2 separate regions of the Mus musculus genome follow, and region 1 is linked to region 2. A link is a contact called in public Hi-C data. All regions are on one chromosome and are shown on one strand. Each heading gives the region's core, a stretch centred on a gene start, on an enhancer-like site or on the middle of the called end of the contact. The rest is flanking DNA. Distances are from core to core; before and after follow the strand shown. Region 1 has its middle 130 kb from the start of 4930435F18Rik. Region 2 has its middle 330 kb from the start of Isl1.

Region 1 (6,307 bases), core at 3,132-5,631, 730 kb before region 2:
CTTCTTCCTTCCTCTTCCTTTTGCCTGGAGCAATGTGAGAGGAGATAATTAAAGAGGAAGACTATGTTTTGTCTTCTAAACATTAAAAATCTAGGAAATTTCTTCAGTTGCTATGGGGAACATTTACAGAGGAGTTTCTGAAATCGGGTATGAGGAACGGGTTCTTCGACTTTAAAGCAGTGTTTTCTTTGTGCATTTCTTAGGACCATGTTGGCAGCCTGGGACCAGGTTCCTTTATCAAGATCTGGGGTCTCAAACCCCAGGCAGGGCTGGGTGTGATGTGCTTGTAGTCTAGGTGTTCCGGAATTTCTCTTTGAACTCTGCCATCCCAAGCACCGCTTCTCTTTTAAAGTAGCTCAGTATCAACACATCCCTGCCTGGACAGAGGTAGTTCGGAGCCTTTCTTTCCAGAAAAAGAGTAGGTTGGGAAACTGGAAGATTGGCCTTCAGCTCTTCAGAGGAGTCCAGGTGGTTGCCCCAGGAGCAGCAGAGCTCAACACAGGCTATTGGAAGCACCCAGCCAAGAAGCCTAGCGAAGGGGCGGAGCAGGCCCACTCTGGCCTGATCCCCTCCCACCTTGGACCCTAAGACTGGTTGCTGGTCTCCAGGGCCGCCCAGATTCACCAGTCTCTCCCCCCTTCCAGACACCCTCTTCCCCCCCACCCCCCACCCCCCCACCCCCCACCCCCGAGAGCATACAGGTTACACACCCACCCCTCACCTCCATCACTTTTCTGGAGGAAAAGTTCGGGTTCTTTTTTCCCCCATTACACATCCGGTATTTTTGTGAGTCTTTGCATATTTAGAAATGGAGTTATGCAAAGAATAAAATCTCAGGAAACCTTGCTAGCTTGTGGGGCAGACTGAGGTGTGAAACAGTGAACCAAGGAAGGTCTTAATGGTCCTCCAATCCGAATGCTTGAGGTGAAGTGCAGGGTCTTTAGGTTTATTCCTGGGCTCCTGAAGTGGAGCGGGGAAACCTCTGGGAAAGAGGCTTTTTGCTTGCTTGACATATAGTAAGATAATGGAGTTCGAAATCCTCTCTGGGAAGCTGGCAGAAGGGGAGAGGGGGGAAAGCCGGACTGCAGATTGGAGGACTCACTCGCTTGGGAAGCGGGACAGACCAGGAGGAAGGGAAAAGACCAAGGTAAAAGGGAGCTTGGGGCGCCGACTCGAGAAAGCTGGAGGCCCGGAGTCTTTTGTTTGAAAGCACCGGAGTCCTAAATCGTAGGAACGAGGTCGTCATTAGCGCTCTGACCCAGAGGAGAGACGCATTAGAGAAAGAAATGAACAGAGAACCAGCATCTCTCAGCCTGGTTATTTTTCTTTCCTTGAAATCCCAGGGCCTTGAGGTTCCAGGAGCCTAAGCGCTCCCCCACCCCCCAGCCCCCACACACCTCCGCCCTCTCCCGCCCCTTCCCAGTACAAAACAGAGACTGACAGGCAGGAAAGGAGGAGCAGACTGGGAGAGAAAACCAGCAAGCTTTTCATAATAAAAAAAAAACAAGCGAAGAAAACAAACCCCTGTGCATCCAGATTACTGACCCGTTTTTTTCCCACCCTCCTCCTTGCGTGGGTTTATTTGGAAACAGTTCGTAGGCGATAATCTCATCTCAGAGATTAACCTTTATGGTCTCTGTGCTCTCGGCAGTTGTGTAATCTAGTTTGTAAAAGTACCGAGTTTTGTTTAAAAAAACAAAAAACCAAAAAACTAAACAGAACAGCCACTCCCTCCTCAAATGATGGGCTTTTTGGTCTAGAGCACTGATGGTGTGGTGGGTAAAGCGCTTGTTGGACCCAAACAAAGACCATGCCAGACCTGAGAACACTGTATGAGGCTCCGGATGGGAGGACTTCTCGTCTTCCCATTCCACTGGAAAGGAATGGATTCCGAACCCGGTGGTTGAATTATGTTTACGAAGGACAGACGGAACAGAATAGAACGAATCCTAAGCGACAAAATGCATTGAGGTTTTGTTCTTCAGTGTGCAGAAATGGAAACAAAAAATGACCAAAGAGGCTGCGGGGATACCCAATGCGCAGGTTATTTTGCAGTACTAAATCATCTCTCCTCCACTTTCCTTCCCCCTCTCAAGAGCTGTGGCCCTGTCGCACAAGATCATGCAGAAGCCCGACCTACAGGCAAGACATTTTCAGAAATAAGGCTTGTAATCTGCCAGAAACCAACAAAGCTACAGACAGGCAGCCAGTCTCTCTCCTCCTTTTCCCTTCCCCTCTCTATTCCCCTTTCTCTCCCTCCACCTCCTTCTCTCCTCTAGCTAGCCTCGCCCCAATTATAACCCAGCCAGTCAGCCGCATACACCTGCTGGAAAGGATCTTGGTGGCATTGATGAGAAAGGGCGATTTTGCTTTTTTCAGAAGCCAACCAGGGTCCCAAGTCTAACCTGCCTTCAACCTCTGTAGGCGGTTCTTGGGCGTGCATGGGAGCCCCAGCCTTGGAGGCTTCCCTAGCCCTGGTTGTTGCTGGTGGGAGCTTTCGCTTTCTCTTGAAATCTCCTTTCTAAGTTGCTTCTCAGCCAAAGGTCCTCTGCAGAGTTTTCAAGGATCTCTTACTGATCTGGGAAAGCCGGGCTTTAAAGGGGGAGCCTGGAATGGCTAGACAGGAGTGGAAGGAGGGTACGTTGATTTCTGCTTTTTAACATTTTAATTTCATTGACATGACTTGAAAGGTTTGTTTTGGTCTAAGGCAAAGCTGCCAGTTCCAAACACAAACAGATGGACACACACACACTGTGTGTGTATCAGATGCTGGGGATAAAAATGGTTTATTGATTGAAATAATAGAGGCATTATTTTGATTTGTCTTGACATGAACGCTGATTTATAGAGGTTCCCCCCCCCCCATTGATTCCTTCTTGTAGTCCAGACACATGGAAATGATAAAAAGCTCACCAAGGCTCACCTTAGTGCTAATCAAGATTGTTCAATGCACGTTATAAATCTGATATTATATTTATTGCTTATCTTTATTCAGGAGGTTAGACTCCATCCTAGGGCTGTCCCCTTTCAAAAAAATGTTTTCGGGTGCATGTGTTTCCACTTTGCACTTTCAACGGACTGGAGAGGACAATAGTGTGAAAAACATCTGAAAATATGAGGCGACAACAGGGCATGTGTGTTTCATTTCTGCAGTGTTAGGGTGGAAAGTAACAAAAGAAACACACACACACACACACACACACACACACACACACACACACACAGAGTGAGGCCCAGGGACCCAGCACAAAAGACTTGCTGACCCAAAGCTAACACAAGACAAATTAAAGAACAGAGCAGGGACTGGGAGGGACTGGAGACAAACAGTTGGGGGGAAAGATCGCATCGAGTGCCTAGGACAGATGAAATACGGGAGAGAGAAGAGCAGACAAAGTAGTGCTCAGGACTGGAACTCACACCCCCGAGGCTGTGGAACAATACATTTGCTTAAAATACGAAGTTTCTTCGGCTGCACAATAACATAAAGGGATCACAAAATAAACATTACTTCTCTTGCAAGAGCGGAACAAACTGGTCACTCTAAACCAAACACAATTGTTCCAGTTTAATTGTGGGATCAGAAAACCCAGGCTGACTCCAACTCTCCTCTCGCTGCATGCCTATGAAGGGTAAAGTCTAAGGGGGTTGGGATTGGACTGCGAAACGCCTTTTCAGTGAAGCGACATCAATATTTGCAGAGTTTAAAGCTTCAAGAATACAAAGGCAGGCATGAGATTATCTGATTATCCACGGATACCATACCGAAGAAAGGAACGATGTTGCCTCTAAAAGGTTGAATAAGTTTTATTAATAAATAAATAAATAAATAAATAAATAAATAAATAAATAACCAATCTGTTGGTAAAAAGAATATATATATATATATATATATATTCAAGTGCTTGAAAAGGAATGAGGTCTAGAGCAGCAACTCCGGAGCGGGCAGTACAAGCCAGTCCCGAGGCCTCAGGGCTCAACCAAGGCCGGGGAGCGCTGCTCCAAAGTGGTGAGAGCCTCTCAGGAGCCAGAAGCCCCGCAGACCTCGACGGGATACCGGAGAGCCGGCAGCGGCTGGAAAAGAATGCTGAGGCTTCCAGGATAAACCGATCTGGGTCTAAGCCTCCGTTTCCTCGCCATCCCAAAACAGTGCCTTTAAAGGAGACATCATCGCCCTAGGACCCGTGTCCCATCCTGGGGACCCTGAATGTGCCCGACACCCCAGAACTGAGGGGCGAATTCTGGTTCTGTCCTCCTCCAGACGTTCTTACTATCCTTTAATTTTATTGGCCAGCCTGTTGCTCAGTGGACCTGGAAGGGTGAGCCTAGGGTTCCCGGACGCCCCGCTGAGTGCCTTTTCCCTAGACGCCTGCGGGGACCCGGCTGGAGATCACAGCTCGGAAAGTGTGCAGAGGCGGACTTGCAAGGCCGGGTTCCCTCCTGATGCTCACCTCAGGCGGCCGCTGGAAGTTCAGTCCCAGCGCTAGCTTTTCTCCGACAGAGACCCGATTGCCTTTAACTCCCGAGGCTGCGCTCTCCACCTCGTCCCAGGATAATTGCGCATTTCTCTACATTTAGAGCTTTGGAAATTGAGAAAGCGCGCTTTCATTTGTGCATCGTCTGCCGACAGCCCCTTCGCGTTAGAGTCTTTTCCCTCCTCCCCTCACGTACACACACACACACACACACACACACACACACACACACACACACACACACACACTTTTTAAAAAAAAAATAAATGATTTGAAATATCAAAACAAACCCTGAATCAGTCCGCCCAATTTTATGCTCCATCTCCCCTGTCTACCACAGTTTCTCTTTGTGGTCTATGGAAAAACAGTGTTTAGAGCCATTTGCAATTTCCTTTGTCACTTGCCGCTCTGTGTATGTTGGTTTTACATGTCATTTGTTTGCCAAATCAGGTTCTATTTCTTCAGCCCAGGATTCAGGATCTTTGTTCCTAGATCAATTGCCCTTTGCTGGAAGAAAGGCAGGACTTTTTTTTTTTTCTTTCTATCCACCTGATGCAGAAACTGTCAGCAAGCATTAAGTCACCAGGAGGACATCAGTGTGACAGATTCTGGCCTCTGAGGGTTTTGATTAAAGACCCCCCCCCCCAAACTCCCGCCTTGCCTTCCTAGCACTCTGTAAAGGTCATAGTTTGAAGCTGTGGTGGTGTTTATTGAATGTCTAATCTTGACTTCCAGGTATTGTAGAATCCTTCTTGGCAGGACCAAGCGGTCCTGGACTTCCAATACACCTGAATGCGTAGAGCATGTAGTCCCGTGTAGTCCTGTCTTCGATTTCCCTGGCCATAGGATGCCTACCTGCCTCATATGAATGGTGGACATTAATAGTTTCAGGTTCCTTATTAACTTTCTCTGGTTTGCTTATTGATTTCTTTACGTGATTATATCTGACTCAACACAGCCTAAGGATGTGGGTGACACTATTATTTCCCTGATTAGTATTCAAAACAAAACAAAACAAACCCCCCCCCCAAATTTAAAAGAGATGTTGGGATTGGTCCAAACATTTTCTTTTTAACTTTTTTTTTTTTTTACATATGTGTATTTCATTCTACAAACTGACAGTTGTACATTAGAAGCAGCTCAAAATGACTGGAAAGTGATTGGAGGTCAAATTCAGGTAGTCATGGCAATACTATCTTGGATCAGCCATTTGAGTTAGGTGATCACTTGTCCACCTTGGAAGAGAACCTTAATTAAAGGCAATTATATTACAATTTGCCCATACTCAGCAACCAAAAATAAGTCAAGAGTTTTGGCTGTTTCAGCAGATAGATGTCTCTGGGGTTGTTTGAAATTATAAAAGTGACTTGCTTTCTTCTGGGGATGTGCTGCATGTTAACATGAGCAAGTGGTTCATTCTTTATTACCTCTCCAGGTACTTTTAGATATGATGTCTCTTCCCGTTAAGTTTTTAGCTGTAATCACTACTGTCATCTGAGATGTTAAGTGCAGCATACACACAAGTAAACAACAGAACGGTGTGGTGATGGCCTCACTTCAGAGTACAGCTGTCCCCATGGGTTCAAGGTGTGTTCTTGCTACTCTTGTCTTCACAATTGAACACAATTCGTTACCTAAGATTATCATAAATTCCATGACAGACCAATATTATAGCTGACCCAAGCTGTAGCCTTTTTCTTAAACGGAAGGAAAGAAAAAAATTAACAGAAAACTCTTTGGGTTTTGTGAAGTGAACTCAAGCCAAGTAACAGAGTTTGGAAAAAGCAATGCCTTTTATACTCCAAATATTTAACTTCAGATCAGTATATGACAGT
Region 2 (6,595 bases), core at 3,437-5,936:
AATCAAACTATGAAATTAGAGGTTGATTCTGGACTGTAAAATGACTGAGAGATTCTTAATAATCTCAGGTTTTATGAATCAGCATGTAAACATAGTTGACAGTCTCTAATGTGAGACTATGTATCATTTTAAGTGTAGAGACTGTCATTAATTAAATAGGTCTCCATTGAAAGAAGATTAATTCAAAATTCTCAGTCTTACACATAATTTGTCAATCTTATACTGTATAAGGCATGTCACACAGAACAATGTATTTTTGAGGGAGCAATTTAGTGTCATCATGACTTTAAATATAACTCATGGAGACACCCTGTTATCACCAGTGTTTCCAGTTGCAGTCCTCTATCTTCCCATTTCTTTAGTCACTTTGAGAAGGCAAATCCCCATGGTGGCATACAGTCCCAGCACAGAATGATAACAAAACTACTTGAGTGAAAAAAAGCTCAAAGTTTAAACTATTTTTGTTCTGATCATCTTCCGGTTCATTGTCAAATAGGGACCAGGGATTCCAGGAGAAAGAATGCATTGTTTTAGGTAAAAATTAAACCAGAGAATTGATGTTCAACAGAAAAAGTGAAAAAAAAAGTGTTGAGTTATTCTCTGAGTGTTTTAAGGGATTTCTTCTCTCCCCTTCCCCATAAAAAATATGTTTTGATGAGAGGTCTTTGCAACTTCCATTTTTATTATAAGCTGACTAGCAACCCGGGTGTATTTTGCCTTTTTGTCTCTTCGTTCAACCTGTTTAGATAACCGACACACTGTGACTAGGTATGGTCAGTTGGTCCTGCAGTATGTTTGGGACCATGCAATTTCATTTTTTTTTTTTTTAATATTCAGTAAAACAGAAGATGAGGAGAAGTGAAAGTTGTGAAGGCATAGTGAAATCAAAGCTGTTGAGATTTTGATGTCTGGAGTTGAGTTTGACATAGGCTCATATTCTGTAGTTTTGCTTGTTAACAGCTCTAGATCTTCAGGTAAAGGGAAATGTATGAGCAGAGTGGTGTTGTCTTCATGGACACAGAAAGGGCCCTTCAGAAAGGACAGCGCTTAATATGAGATAGTTAGCTAATATGTAAAGAAAATACTTACTAAGCTTTTAGTACCTGAGCATGCACATTTCTATACACTTCAAAATATATTAAATTAAATGAGCATGAAAAACATCTTTAAACTTTCTACATTTTCAGGACCAAATACTGTCTTATCTGTTAACATTTTCTGTGCTTTTTAAGTTTGAAATTTTACTTCTATTTGCTTGGATGGCTGTGTTCTTAGATAAGTGGATGGTGATAATTCTTTGTTAAAACTTGTGGAGAGAATGGTGCATTAGGAACTTATGTGTCTCACATTCTTAACACTGGTCTTCATTTACAGACCAATAAATTGTTCTGTTAATATTTTTTGCCTATCTTCAGCAACCCTGGTCATGGAAATGTTTTATGGTACATAGTTTTAAAAATGATTACATAAAAGTTTGATAAATTATTAGTATATTCCACTCTAGTGTAACTTAATCTCCTTAAATTAACTGTGACATGTAATTCCATAAGATAGAAAGGCTACCAGATTTAAAGTCAACATTAGAAAAAAATGACTAATTTGCACAGTTGTACTTTGCTGGTGTTTTAAAAGCCAGAGGACCTAAAAATATACACATTTGCTTATCTTATGAAGACATAATCATACTGTCATCCATTTTTGAACCACAAATGATGGATTGTATAACATGTGTTTAAAATGGATTCATTCATTATCAAAATAGATAAGTGTCTCATCAGGTATATACAGCAGATAGCGTTTATCTTTCCTCACAGAGGGAAAAGATTAAAGTAATTCTTCTGCATATAATGGAAAGAAAAGAGCCTGCTATATTGTGGCTTTCACAGAGTCTCACTGGATAGCACACGGTGCCACAGATGGCAAAGTCACACAAACACATTCACATGCCTTTTTTAGTGCTCCACTCAGGTGACAGACTTTGAGAGGAAGGAAAGCCTTCTTTCTGAACGTAAGTACCGCACGCTGATTTTCATCTCTCTCATAAACATGAATTCACCATAGCCACCGGAATCGTTTCTTAGACATCTTAGTTTCCCTTGCATCTTTTATAAACTCCCTCACATATAAATGTTACTGGTGGTAGTGACTGTAGGAGAGGAAGATGCAGCAGCTCTGATGGCAATGGTAGCTATTGGAGGACACAAGGCATAGACCAGACTCTAATATCCAGACCTGACTGATGCCTTCTTTTTATGGGGTGATGGCCCTCATGTTCTTGAATACATAGTTATGGCTATTAAAATCATTACCTCATTTTTGAATATGCTTATATTTTTCTTCTATTCATGTTACTGTGGACCTTGAAGGGGAAAGGATATTTAGATGTATATTAATAATGACATAAATACATTTCTATCTCATTAAATGTTAAATATAAATGTATATATTCAGAAATAATGAATTTTAGGTAAAATGAGCCTACATGTAAAATAGAACTCTAATCTAGATTTTATTTAACATACTACAACTGTACAACCTGCTTTGTCTCTATGGTCATTAGTCAGACAGATTTTATGATTCCATCCATATGCTTCTTCTCACAGATATTAACGAGTGAACCTGCCTCTCGACTGTTTCATATTTCACACTGTTGAGGTGTGCTCAGATCACATGACACCATTTTCCCCACCCTGTCTCAAATGAGACGTCTTTACTTTGCAATTGAGAATACTTTGCAGTGTTTACTAACAAATGAAAAACAAGCGTTTGTACACAGTAACTCTATTTAGGTACTTTGAGTTTTTTTTTTATATAATGCATTATAAAATACTATTTAAAGGTGGTTCCATAAGCCATTAGAGAGAGACCCCATTGCACTAATAGTAACAGCCATGCCCCTGTGCTAAAAGACCTGATTTTCTTTGCCCATTAACTTTCAAATACCTGAAAGATGTGGCATTTTTGCACTTTTTAACGTTCAGTTTAGCTGCATCAATCTCACTGTTATCATAGCGCTGCAATACTCCACAATCAAGAAAGTTCTTTTAAACTAATAAATATAGTAATATTTATCATGTAGAGCATTTTAAATTGTAACTCTCTGGATGGGTTATACTTTCTTCCCACCTGAAAATCACCAAGTAATATACTGTTTCTTATGGCAGAGACGCATGGAGTAACTCCTTTGTTAGTAAAGTACTTAAATGCACTTTTGCTAACCTGGGGGAAACAAACGTGTATGGATACAAAAAGAAAAAATATCAGAAATGAAGGCAGTGAGATTCATGTGTTGTTTAATTTTATCTGCACTCCATTGGCACGATTCAAATTTACCTTTCTGAATCACTGTCAATTCATTTGAGGATTCATATAAACAATGATAAAGATGCTTGTAGCAGGAATCAGGATAAAGCCCACACTTTTGGGAACACATGGTTTCCTACAAAGAGTGTGCTGGCATTGTACACTCTTAAACATTCTCAAGACATTTAATTGCACGAAAAAAATAAGATAAGAAATTGGGTGAAAGAAAAAATGCTAATATTTTGCCTGTGTCAATAAAGTTGAGACTACGTTTTTTAAAAAAGAATAGTATATAAGAGTTTAATATTTAAGTATATAGCTTTTATTGCAAATTTCAAACACAATTATTAAATAACACAAAACTTTTGTGCTGCTCCATCAGCACAAAATATATCTGTGTCAGTTCAAACCTCCTTGTTTAAACTGAAATTATTCACTGATCCTTCAAACGCAACATTTATGCTAAACACCAAATATGAAATAAGAAAAGTAATTTCATATTATGAATTAATCTTTCTACAATATTGATTACAAATTTCTCCCAATTATAATACCAAGTAATATTATTAAGTACACCGCTGTGTACTTAACACCATGCTTAGCACTAATTCTCTGGTTAATGTACATACAGCTGTAAAGATTATGAGACCTGGAGTGATTTCCTTGATTAAAATGCAAGTTTTTCCCAAGCAAGTACTTGCTTTCACTCAAAAAGGCATAAACAGCACACTAGTAGTAACTGTTAGCTGGGCTTGCAGCAGATTTGAGTGACAGCAGTTTCTGTGGATCTCTTTCTCTGAATCGCTTTTCTCATGCCTCATTCCAGATCAGCACTGACACATTCGCCTATGCAAATGAACATCTAATTAGCGACACCTCCCAGTCAATCAGCCACTTCCTCATCTCCAATTATATTACCTGGCAAGCCCTTTCTCTCCAGTCTTGGCCCACCAAGAATCTTCATTCACTTTCTCTTCTTCTTCTCCTCCACTGCAAAGTGAACTGATCCCGCATAATCCCTGGAATAATGTAGGTTCTCTTGCGGAAGAGCAGGTCCCCTCTCCCCCCTTTACACCAAGCTAATGGAGCCAGTAGGCATCCTATTGATCTTTACTCTATGTGGTTTCCACAGGATTTGACAGACTTCCTTACAGGTTAAACATCCAGGCTTTCTGAAGTGGCTATAAAGCTTTGTTTTTGATTTTTCTAACTTTTTTTTTCCCGAAACCCTTGCTCATCTGTAATCTTTAAAAGCTCAGCGGATGCCATGCAGAGCAAAGCCTCATTTCTTTGCAGAACTAATCTAGACACTGTCTAGTGTTGAGTACAGTTGTCTGATTCAAATCTTCTGTTACAAAGCAGATGCCATCTAGCTAGATGTCATGAGAAGAGCCTAACAATGACAATTCACTTATCCCCTAGAAAGAATCAATTCTCCCACAATGCATCTGTCAGAGAACTCTCACTCAGTAAAAGCAATTTTTCTCGCTGTCTGACACTGTAATTGCTCTTAAATTTTCAATGAACGTTTTACAAGGACTCCCCTGAACCATGATGAAAAACTTAACTTTTTTCTAAAAATGAGAGGCTGACAGGATGAAAGAGGTCTTTCTCTTTAAAGCCTTGCTTGCTCGAGTAGGAATTCTTTCATATCATCAACAAGCTGTTGAATAGAGGATAGATTACTTTCCATTTATTTCATCAATCAGATTAAAGGCTCTCCTTCACAATGCCCTTTAAACAAGAGCTGTTTATGATGTCCTCCCTGGTTCGACTTTAATGTAGTTCTAAATCACTATGGACAGTGGCATCCATAAATAATATAAATATGACTATCTTTTGAAAACATTTAAATATTGCATATGTCTGGGTTATTATCTATAACCTTGTCCTAAAAAAAAGAGGTGAGAAGAAGAAGGAAAACAAATATACATTCTCTCCTCTTTAGTTTAGGAAAGAAATCCACACAATTTTCACTTAGAGATCAACAAGCAGAAATACTGAGCACAATAGTGTTTTCCAATTTAGACCAATGATGTTGAGGAAAAAGTAAAACTGACATGAGCAGGTAATTTTTTATTGACATAAATGTTTGCCAGCTAATAACAGAAGAAGTCTTCATTGATGCATTTAGTCAAATTCAGATGATAAGACTTTATAGAGCTATCATCAATAAATTCCTACTTCAATGCTTTTCTAAAGACGAAATACAGCCAAGCTTGCTAATTCATCTTATTAGTAATACAATGAATAGTCTCTTCTTTACCGAAGTTATATGCGTCAAAATGGTTAATATGGCTCCTATAATATGTATATGATTGAATCTATGCCTATATGTAAATAACTTTAAACGTAAGATACACTCAAATTCCTTGTTTAAATGTCACAACTCATCTGCAGTCAATGTATTTAAGATGCATGGCTATATCATAATTATTTTAAGTCTAATATAAGTAAGCTCTAATTTACATTGGAGGAATTTTACACAAGTTATAGAATCATTTTTTTTAAGCATTAAACTGTTGACTAGTGTTCCATAAGCTCCCACCCTGTCTCTCACTCTGTTCATCAGAATCTGAACCATGGTCACACTGTTTTCCATCTTCTCCTTGATGCTTTTCAGGGATCAATCTCACTCTTCTTGGACAGCATGCGCATATTCACACAATTCTAGTTGGTAGCTAATTTTTAGATGATACCATGTCTTCATTCTGTGATTTATCAGCTTTTATTGCAGGCTAGTAGTATTTATCTAAAGCAAAAATTTTACATGTAAAGTTTTAAATGTGTTATTTGAAAGAGAAAGTATTCAAGTGTTAGAATATTTGTTATTAACATTTCTCTTATTCGTTATTACATATTCTCCCTTTAAAACTAATCACAAGTGTGTGGGTATTTATCTATCATATCAATTTATTTTTTTATTAGGCATTCCACTTGTTTACATCTCAAATGATATCTCATTTCTTGGTTACCCTCCTCCACCAATCCCCCTCCACCATCCTACATCTACCCTCCACCCTTCCCAAATAGGAAAAAAATTGTCTATGTATGGGCAACACATAAACACACAGACAGTATTGATCCTGATATTTCAATGATGCACACATCACACACAAAAAAGAAAAACGAGGCCCAGAAATAGTAAGCAAATCCAGGCACATACATAGTAAATGGAGAGTCTAAATATAAGCTCATATACGTCATTGGCAAGTGCTACAATGTGTACATGATGCCATACTGTTGGCACACTATCAGTGTGCACCACCATCCTATTTCTATTTACTTTCTG

The links. Hi-C and Micro-C count contacts between places; a contact is called where the count stands out from the background.
Region 1: a contact with region 2 is called in a Hi-C map of the N1E-115 cell line, with 12 times the contacts expected there. The contact joins two enhancer-like sites. A contact is called at or near these places in 3 of 484 Hi-C or Micro-C datasets (the N1E-115 cell line and cortical neurons), 2 of 115 datasets of contacts at active chromatin or transcription factors (embryonic forebrain and forebrain) and 1 of 9 other capture datasets (embryonic tail).

Annotation. Positions count from the first base shown.
Region 1 is chr13:116,703,910-116,710,216 of GRCm38.p6, reverse strand. No RefSeq gene overlaps it. Among named protein-coding and RNA genes, the nearest start is that of 4930435F18Rik, 130 kb to the left of the region's middle. Within about 2 kb of position 4,381, at least 37 of the 459 cell types and tissues checked have an H3K27ac peak or open chromatin away from gene starts, as enhancers often do. A contact at or near this core is called in the N1E-115 cell line, where this site is marked.
Region 2 is chr13:115,975,557-115,982,151 of GRCm38.p6, reverse strand. No RefSeq gene overlaps it. Among named protein-coding and RNA genes, the nearest start is that of Isl1, 330 kb to the left of the region's middle. Within about 2 kb of position 4,686, at least 8 of the 459 cell types and tissues checked have an H3K27ac peak or open chromatin away from gene starts, as enhancers often do. A contact at or near this core is called in the N1E-115 cell line, where this site is marked.